2 separate regions of the Muntiacus reevesi genome follow, and region 2 is linked to region 1. The links are chromatin contacts, called in public Hi-C maps. All regions are on one chromosome and are shown on one strand. Each heading gives the region's core, a stretch centred on a gene start, on an enhancer-like site or on the middle of the called end of the contact. The rest is flanking DNA. Distances are from core to core; before and after follow the strand shown. Region 1 holds the start of MSANTD4 (Myb/SANT DNA binding domain containing 4 with coiled-coils). Region 2 holds the start of AASDHPPT (aminoadipate-semialdehyde dehydrogenase-phosphopantetheinyl transferase).

What was found. Hi-C and Micro-C count contacts between places; a contact is called where the count stands out from the background.
Region 2: a contact with region 1 is called in a Hi-C map of blood, with 3 times the contacts expected there. The contact joins the promoter of AASDHPPT here to the promoter of MSANTD4 in region 1. A contact is called at or near these places in 2 of 3 Hi-C or Micro-C datasets (blood and muscle).

The regions. Positions count from the first base shown.
Region 1 is chr9:88,226,266-88,231,178 of mMunRee1.1, reverse strand. MSANTD4 (Myb/SANT DNA binding domain containing 4 with coiled-coils) reads left to right here and starts at 3,639. Exons shown (of 3, transcript XM_065944413.1): 1 at 3,639-3,716.
Region 2 is chr9:88,415,361-88,419,949 of mMunRee1.1, reverse strand. It overlaps AASDHPPT (aminoadipate-semialdehyde dehydrogenase-phosphopantetheinyl transferase), which reads right to left and starts at 2,846. Exons shown (of 6, transcript XM_065943796.1): 1 at 2,594-2,846; 2 at 826-1,051. The coding sequence starts at 2,773. KBTBD3 (kelch repeat and BTB domain containing 3) reads left to right here and starts at 3,114. Exons shown (of 3, transcript XM_065944204.1): 1 at 3,114-3,243.

The sequences.
Region 1 (4,913 bases), core at 2,390-4,889:
GGACAGAGAAGCCTGACTTGCTGTAGTCTATGGGGTCCAAAGAGTCGGACAGGACTTAGGAACTGAACATCAATAATAGCAACAGTATAAGTGTAAAACTCATAGAAAAAAGGAAATGTTGACTCCTAACATTGTCAGGGAAGAGTTCGTTTTAAAGGGTAATAAGAGTATGTCATAAGGACAAGACAAGGAGGAATCAGTACATGTGCTAAGCAAAAGGAAATAGCGTGTGCAAAGGCAAAAAGGGAGACTGACAACAGCACTGATACAGTTAAGTACGGTTAAGAACATATATGATATGTTCACTGGCTTTTTATCTTAAGTTATGTTTGGAAAGGAGAATGCAATGGCAATCCACTCCAGTACTCTTGCCTGGAAAATCCCATGGATGGAGGAGCCTGGTAGGCTGCAGTCCAAAGGGTTGTGAAGAGTTGGACACAACTGAGCAACTTTGCTTTCACTTTTCAGTTTCATGCATTGGAGGAGGAAATGGCAACCCACTCCAGTATTCTTGCCTGGAGAATCCCAGGGACAGAGAAACCTGGTGGACTGCCATCTATGGGGTCTCACAGAGTCGGACACGACTGAAGCAACTTAGCAGCAGCAGCAGCGGGATGTTTGGAAGAGACAGGAAAAGTGGTTTTTTTTGGTTAAATAATACAGAATGAAATAGATTCTAGTTAATAATTATATTTCCATTCTGAAAGTTTTGGTAAGCTATGGCCAGGCACAGTCTAGTACAGCATTTTCTGAGAAATATAATGCTATCCACATATATACATTTAAATTTCTTATTAGACTCATTTTAAAAAGTAAAAAAAAATTTCAAAGGTACAATTAATTTTAATAATATATTTGCTTAACATAATTATGCAATATATTATAATTCCAACTTTTCACTACAATCAATACAAAATAATCAGTGTGACATTCTACATTTTATGTTAGATCTTCAAAATCATGTATATATTTCAAACTTAGAGCACATCTCAATTCAGTTATTCTTTATCAGCAATATTCAATCTGTACTTATATATCAAAAAGGTTATAATTGAAAAAGTAGATTCACATCACTCAAGTTTCCCAAACATACTTAGACATCATGCATTAACTGAATTGAGTATCAGTTTTTACATTAAAATTAAATACAATTAAAATTCAAGTACTCAGTTGTAGTAGCCAAATCTCAAGGGCTCATCTATCAAGTGGCTCCTGCTGCAGAACAAACACAGTTCTAAAATAAGTATTAGGTCAATTTTTTAGCCTGAAATTACTATCTCAAAAATCAAGCTCGCAAGGAGACTTTCGGGTTAGTAATTGGGGTACTAATATTAATGTTAGGCATTTTGGATTACCTTTCATCTTTCCCTTGTTGATCTGCGTCTACTCAGACAAGATACAGATATGAACAAAAGAAGAGAGGGTAGCTGGAAAAGATCTCTCAATCAGCAAAAGATTGAGGTAATCGGAGGAAGCTTAAAGAGTTCATGACACAAATGCGGAAAGTTCTTAATACTTACTGACTTACTAGGCCTTAACCCTTTCACTTATGTAAATAAACAGGTTTACATAGTAGACAGACTCTGAAAAGGACAGAAAGAGTCTGGTCATAATAAGGATGGATAATTCTTTGGCCTTTTCACTACACTCACACAGAAAATGACCACTACAAACAAAACCCCAAACTATAAAGCACAAGATGTCATATTTTTCCAAAAGCAAAACTGTTTACATTTCAAAAGAGCATTATTTCATAAGTACTTCTATTTTATGGAAGAGAATTCCTTAAGGAATATTGAGCAAGTATTCACAATTCACCCAGAATATTTTTTTATTTATTTACCAAAAGTCTTTTGAGTGCCTATTATATTTTAGGCACGGAAAAGAAATTTCAGCAGTGCATAAGGAAGACCTACCCATCTGGAATATGTGATAAGAGCTGTCAGAGGAAAGCATTCTAAAGTAGGGTTGGCAGATTTACCAAATAAAAATACAGGATGTCAAATATTACATAGGATACAGTTATACTAAAAATTATTTGTTACATATCTGAACTACAAATTTAGTTGAGTATCCTGTCTTTTATCTGGTAAACATACATTAGAGGGACAACTTGTAAGTGGAGAGAGGGCGAATGGAGGGAAAGGAAGGCTTACTTGGAAAATAATTTCTAAAACAAATTCTGGGCATAGCAGGGAATAGGCACGGAGAAATCATTCTGGGTAGAAACAAAGCAATGCAAACTAAAAGCCTCAAGGCCACTGTTAAGTCCAGGAACTGAAAGAAGTCAAAGTAATTGGGGTAAGGAAGAAGGTAAATGAAAGAGGGGTAATGTTGATGAAAGATGAAGCCTGAGAAAAAAATAGAAGACACTTTTGTAAAGAGTTTGTACTTTATCACGAGTATGGTTCCACTAGAGACCTGTAAGCAGCTTGTCTTAGCTACAGTACGAAGAATAGACTACAGTCTTCTTGACGGTATGATTGACAGCCCAGTAAGGATGCTACTGCTGTAACTGAGGCTTTCAATGGAAGCCTGAACAAAGGCAATGAAAGACAGACCCATTAGTAACACCAGAACTAGAACTTGAGATGGCAGCTAAAGCCTCAGCAATTGCAAAGGGGATAGAGAAGAGAACTGAGAGGGAGGAAAACCAGGGGAAGCATTATGGAAATCAAATGAAGAAAGGTCAACAAGTCAAATATTTAATTTTATTTACTTTTTTTGAGTTTTTAAAAAATTTTTTTCATTTATTTTTATTAGTTGGAGGCTAATTACTTTACAATACTGTAGTGGTTTTTGCCATACATTGACATGAATCAGCCATGGATTTACATGTGTTCCCCATCCCATCCCTCTGGGTCTTCCCAGTGCAGCGGCCCTGAGCACTTGTCTCAAGCATGCAACCTGGGCTGGTGATCTCTTTCACACTTGATACTATACTTGTTTTAACGCTATTCTCTCAGAACATCCCACCCTCGCCTTCTACCACAGAGTCCAAAAGTCTGTTCTATGTCTCTTTTTCTGTTTTGCATATAGGGTTATCGTTACCGTCTTTTTAAATTCCATATATATGCGTTAGTAAGTCAAATATTTTATGAGGAGGTAAGATAAGCGCTGAGGAGTGATGACTAGATTTAGCTGCAAGGAAATCACAAGTGACCTTTGGCGGGGTTTTAGAGGGAATGACTGAGGCAAAATTAGGTCACCGTTGGCTGAGCAAAAGGTGATGCAGAGTTCGGAACCAGCTGGGAAATGCGAGGGTTCCACTTCCTCTTTGCCCTTTTAACAGGTTTGGGTCAAGGACAGGAACGGTTTGGAGATGAAGCTGACTGTGCTCCAATCGGGCAGAACGGCGCAGCGGGCGACCGCGAGGGGCCAATCCTTCACCACAGCGCTCTAGATTGACGGGTCCCGGCGCCAAGGAGCTCTGGCGGGAGGCCGAGTCACGGGGGGCGGAGTCAGGGCACTAACCCGGAACGGCTTGGGACGCGCTTTCCATTGTGAGGCCGGACCCGGGCGGGCCCTCAGCCAGAACGGCAGCGTCCTCCTGGCCAACGGGCGAGCCTCGATAGACGAGCGGCTGCCGCGGTAGCCAATGGCGTAGAGGTAGGGGCGGGCCGAGTCCGTGGGCGGGGAATTGATAAAGCATCTCTGCTACCCCGCCCCACACACACCCCAGAGGCGACGGTGGTGAGGTGCCGCCCGACCTGCTGGTGAGCGGCGGTGCAGCGGAAGAGGCTGTGAGGGGGGCGGTGTCTCCGCGGACGGTAGGTGTCAGCGGGGCGGCGTCAGGCCGCGGTCACCCCGCCGCTGGCTTTGGACCTGGCTTCGCAACGTCGCGGACCACAACGCTCAGGAGAGATCCCAGTCGCCTCTGCAGCCTGACCTGGGAGGGTGGGGAGGGCTCAGGCCTCTGCAGCAAGGCTGGCAAAGTTTCCGGGCCCCTGTTAGGGCTCTGATTTGCGGAGCGAGCACTTAATTCCAGGTTGCCCTGTAGCCTGTCAGGTGCAGCCGTGGCTGTGGCGGAGTCTGCGGCGCGCCCCCTCCTCCTGGCTGGCCTCCTGGGAACTCAGCCTTCCTGGATTCTCCCAAGGGGCTGTTCCAAAGAGAGAGGACGGGAGTGAGAGGTACTTTATTAATGTGATAACAGGGGACGCTTAAGTAAACTTTAGTCATTTACCTACCACAAGTTATAGGCAGGGAGTTGAATGTCTTCTAAGAGTATAGTGGCGACAGTAGGGCCCGGTGTTGTTGGGAGGTGGGAAGCCCACTTCAAAGAGGAATGGGGGAAGTTTGTAGATTTTGTGATGTTTTTCTTCTTGAACAATCTAATGAATTTACCTAAAAAAATTTTTTCGACTCAGAATTTATACCCAATTTTCCTTAGACCTCTTAATTCTGTCTTATCGTGCAGTCTTTAGGAACTTCATTCTCAAGTGTTAGTCCTTGGAAAAAAATTGCCCAGGTGTAATACGCATTTGGTGGTACACCATCTTCACAAGGATTATGTAAGTGAACTACTTACACCTATTTCCACCCAATAAAGAATGATTGTGAAATGGGATTTCAGGAAAATGGCTGTTCTCTGTGATTGGGCGTGGAAGAACTATGAATTTTTAGAGGTTGCAACTACTAAATTCCCTTTTGTAAAGATAGGGAAGACAACCAATATGAAAGGGATAGTATTTCACATCTAAAATGGCTTTTTAAAATATTTTGTGAGATATTTAGCTCCAGCACCAAGAATATGTGCCTGGCACATAGTAGGAGCTTGATATATTTGAGTACAATTATTGGGTAATGGATGATGAAAACCCAAACGGTTACATGAGTACAAAAATGTAAAGGAAAAGAGAGAAAAAAAATTCCTGGAAACATAGCTTAGTTTCTATTCACGCAAGCATAGCTAC
Region 2 (4,589 bases), core at 1,597-4,096, 190 kb before region 1:
GAGTAAAATGTCTTGGCACACAGTAAGTGCTCACTAATGTTAGTGATGATGAAAATTACAGAGGAGTTGAGAGACCCTACGTTCTATTAAAATTACTTTATAGTCAACCACACAATAAATGTCAGCAGTTCCGACAGTCATCAGCTGCAAATTTCTAAGGCAAAATATAAACATTTTAGTAACTGTTTGCTCTTTCTTTTTGTTTTCTATAAATGTGCTACAAAGAACTGTATTTAGATATAATACAAATACATGTTATCTCTGCTTAGGGATTATAATACACCTAACTATTGAGATTATTAGCTTTTAAACAAGTTAATTAGTGTTAGTCACTCAGTCATGTTTGACTCTTTGTGACCCCATGGGCTGTAGCCCACCAGGCTCCTCTATCCACAGAATTTTCCAGACAAGAACACTTAAGTGGGTAACCATTTCTCCAGGGGATCTTCTTGACCCAGGGATATTGAACCCGAGTCTCCTGCATTGCAGGCGGATTCTTTACCGTCTGAGCCACCAGGAAAGCCCACCAGTTTGATCTTCCCGACAAAGGGATAGAACCGGGGTCTCCCCTGGTGGCTCAGAAGGTAAGAGATTAGCCTGCAATGCAGGAGACTTGGGTTCAATCCTGGGTTAGGAAGATCCCCTGGAGGAGGGTACGGGAACCCACTCAAGTCTTCTTCCCTGGAGAATTCCATGGACAGAGGAGCCTTTCGGGCTACAGTTTCTGGGGTTGTAAACAGTCGGACACAACTGAGCAACTAAGCACAGTACAACAACTAAGACCAGACATTTAATAACTCATGTATTACAAAAATGCAACATTACCTGGAAAACTAGTCTTCATTATATCAATTCCAACTTGTAGCTCAGATTCTGCAGCAAGTACAGCATAGTCTCCTTGATGAGAGATGTTAAAGTTGAAATTGGGGTAAGGATTCAGTGAGTCTTTGGCAAGAACTGGTTTTCCTTTTGCAGTTCTTTGCAAACGAATATTATTCCAAGGTATATTCAATTTCTCTGCAACTAATTTCCTCATCATCAGACGACCAGCCTGTTAATAAAACATTTGGTAAGTACTGCTGTCTATACTAAAAATTCAAATAAAACTGCCTATAACATACAAAGTCTATTTTTGTGCTTTCTAAAATACTCACTTCTTAAAGTTTTTAAACTACCTAAAGTATTAAATATCCTGCATTAAGATTTAAGAAATGCTTATGAAGACAGAAAGGTCAAAGTCCCTCTTTAGCAATTCCATCCGTTCCATCAACAAGTTACCAATGTTGACATGAATTCATCCTTCATCTTTTCTCTAAGTATCCAAATATATGCTCATTTGCATTTGCTATCCATCCATTTATTTGAAATCCCACTATATGTACTATTCTACCATGTACGAACTTTTTCATTTCTAAGTGTTGGAGATTATTTTATGTCTCTTATGTTTATGCACATAACCACTGGCCTGTGCATCTTTATATGTAGCATAATATTTCATAGTATCAAGGTACCACAACTTGACTATCCCCCTATTACTGGATATTTTAGGCTGGCTCTGGTTTTGCTATTATATACAAAAGAATTCCCCAGTGGGCAATCCTGTTGTACTTACATCTTTGTGCACATGTGCAAGTGTTTCTAGATCATATGTACTTATTACGTGCCTCCACAGTTAGCAAGGCATAACCTATCTTTTTTCACATATATCCTATTCCACTCTCTGATTAAGGTCTAAAATCACAAAAAATACCCGAGTACATAAGAAAACAAGGTAGATAACATTTTGCAAAATCTTTCAAGTTTTTTTTTCCTTCAGTTCTAACACTGACTTTTAAATACTGCAACACTTCGAATTTCACGAAAATATTCACTAGTGTCCCTTCAAAATTAATTAGTCTACATTTCAAACGAAAAAGTCCTTTGACAGAGGGACATTTTCAGGATAATGACAGTCTTTGACGAGATGGCACTCAAAAGCTGTGCCATACTGCGATATATAGACATCATTTTGAAATCCAACCTTCCATTTGTTGCTAAATATATATACGTAAAATAAACAATTATATTCAAAAAAGTGTTTTCAGAGCTAAATATTTAGTTTAAAAGGTATGCCTAAGACCGCATCCTTCCTTGGCTTCGGTTTCATCGGTAAAAGGAGGCTAGACTCTTCCAGTTCTATGGTGTGCATGGCTAAATTAAGTGATACTGTCAATATTTTTTAGGGCCTACCACGTGCACGGTGCAAAGGGAGACCGGTGGGATATTTAACAGGCTGACTGTGCTATGAGCCCAAGCAAGGAAATGAAAAAAAATGTGATTAACACTTAAAAACAAGGAAAATCCTATTGACAGACCTCTGCAACAGCTATTTTAGGCTTTAGCAGGACCTTTCTTTTCAAAAGCAACGGGGGAGGGGCTGATTTTTTGTGCGGACGAGGCGACGACAAAACCGGCGGAGACTAGGCCGGGCACACCCCGCAGTAGCCCTGGGCGGCCGCACGCGGGCGCCGAGGCTCGCGTGTGGGGTCTCTACTGCGCGCCCCACCACCCCGACGGCTGCTCCCCGACCCGAAGCGCGAAAGACCCGCGATACCAGGGCGGCCTTAGCGTCCCGGGCGAAGACGAACTGGCCGATGCGCTCCTTCTCCTCGGGCTGGATCGATCGCAACGCTAGCAGCCATTCGGCGCGGCTGGGCAGCCACGTGCCGCAGGGAAAGGCCCAGCGCACGCCCTCCATCGCCGGCAGCACGCAGAGTCGCCGGGCGAGAACCATCCACCCGAGGGCCTAGCCGCCGCCCGGGGCTCGATGGCGCGGACGCGGGCGGAGCCCCTCCCAGCTCCCCCGGCGCCGCGCGGGGGGGCGGGGGCGCCGCGTGCGTGGACGGGGCGCCGCGTGCGTCCTCCCGCGCGGGGGCGGGGCGTCTCGTGTGTGGGCGGGGCGCCGTGCGCGTCCGCGGGACGTGGCTCACCCGCGGCCCTCAATGCGCGTCACCCGCGCGGCCGCCGCCTTCTCGGGAGCAGAAGCCGAGGCCCTGCTCTGCGCTCTGCGTCCTCGGCGCTCTGCGGCAGCGCGTGACCGCGCGCGGGGCGGGGCCTCGGGGGCGCGAGGGGCGGGACGGAGGCGCGGCGCTTACCGGCCGGCGCTCAGACTTGAAGAGGCAGCGCGACAGCGGCGGGAGCCAATCGCAGCCAGGCCTCGGGAGCGGAGAGGCCGGGCTGGAGACTTCGGAGACCGCGGTGCAGGTGGGTGACCGCGGGGCGCCGGGGGAGCGTGGGGGGCCTGCCTCGTTCCCGGGCCAGGTCCGGCCCCGTCGTCCGCAGAGCAGAGGGCTCTCTGGCCTCGGCCGCCCGTGCCGCTCCTCGTGCGTCGTGGCGGGGGGCTTCCGTGACAGAGGGCGTCGCGCGGCGCCTCAGGAGTTATTTCCCGGGCCCCGGGTTGCCTCCCCCAACACCCGACCCCGGAGGCCTGAGCGCCCCAATGCCCTTCCTGGCCTGTGCCCGCCCCGGCCCGGAGCCCTGCCTCACTCCCGGAGCGGCGCGGCCCCCGCCTGAAGCCGAGGCTGGGGGCGAGCCGCGGAGCCGTGCCGAGGCCGTCCAGGGAGCCAGGGGCTGTTTTTGCGGTTGCCAAGCCCGGGACGGAGCCCTGGGGAGAAAAGTGAGGATTCTGTTGTTGAGGTGCCGGTGTTTCCGTTGTTATTACGGGTCCTGGCTCTGAAAGCAACGGAACCAAGTTAAATAGTTTCAGGAACCCTTCATAGTTGCTCTGCGCCTTTGCTCAGTTGTTTACGATCAAAAGATCTTGCGGGTTTGGGGCCAGGGAACAGTTGAGATCTATAGATGAATATAAATGCCCATCTTTGAGGTAGATTAAATGCCACGCTGTGTGATTCAGCCAATTCCCTTCCTTTGGCTGCCAGAGAGTATTAACTAAAGGCCAGTAGTAGTACTGAACAGTTACCTGCGGCTTACTTCCGTCTTCTTTAAGATGGGTTCTATTCTGTTTTCATTTATATTTGTTTCTGTTAACTTTTCGTGATATCAACACTCTCCAATCATTTGCAACTAAATGGGATCTTGAACACAAACACAAATCCTCAAAGGGCTGTAATATTAATTACTCGCTTCACATACCATTTTAGCTAATTCTAAAAACGTGTCAGGTGCTACAGTCTGGCAGAGAAGATGAAGCATATACAAAAAAACTACAGAAAGAGAAAATGTAAAGATATATAAAGTATGAAGTGCTGATACCCATACCAGCAGTGATTGTAACTAGTTTCTCTACTTTTAACGTTATGTATCCAAGCATCATCTTAAAACTTTTCCATTCTTTTCTATTTGACCTGACTTTTACAATTTTGGAATATTTATGTTTTGTTTTTAAACCACTCATGTTCATTATCTCACGTGTTCTATGCAGTAATTTTTTACTGATGCAGACACTGAGATGAGTAAGAGAATTTAGGGGATTACTTAAACTCAGATTTAGGAATTTATGGGCTACCCTTTTACTATTCGACTAAGCTCTGTGTATTAATTCTATAGAACCTAATGTAGGCAGGTAATGTAGTGGTTATTTGTACTTGTTC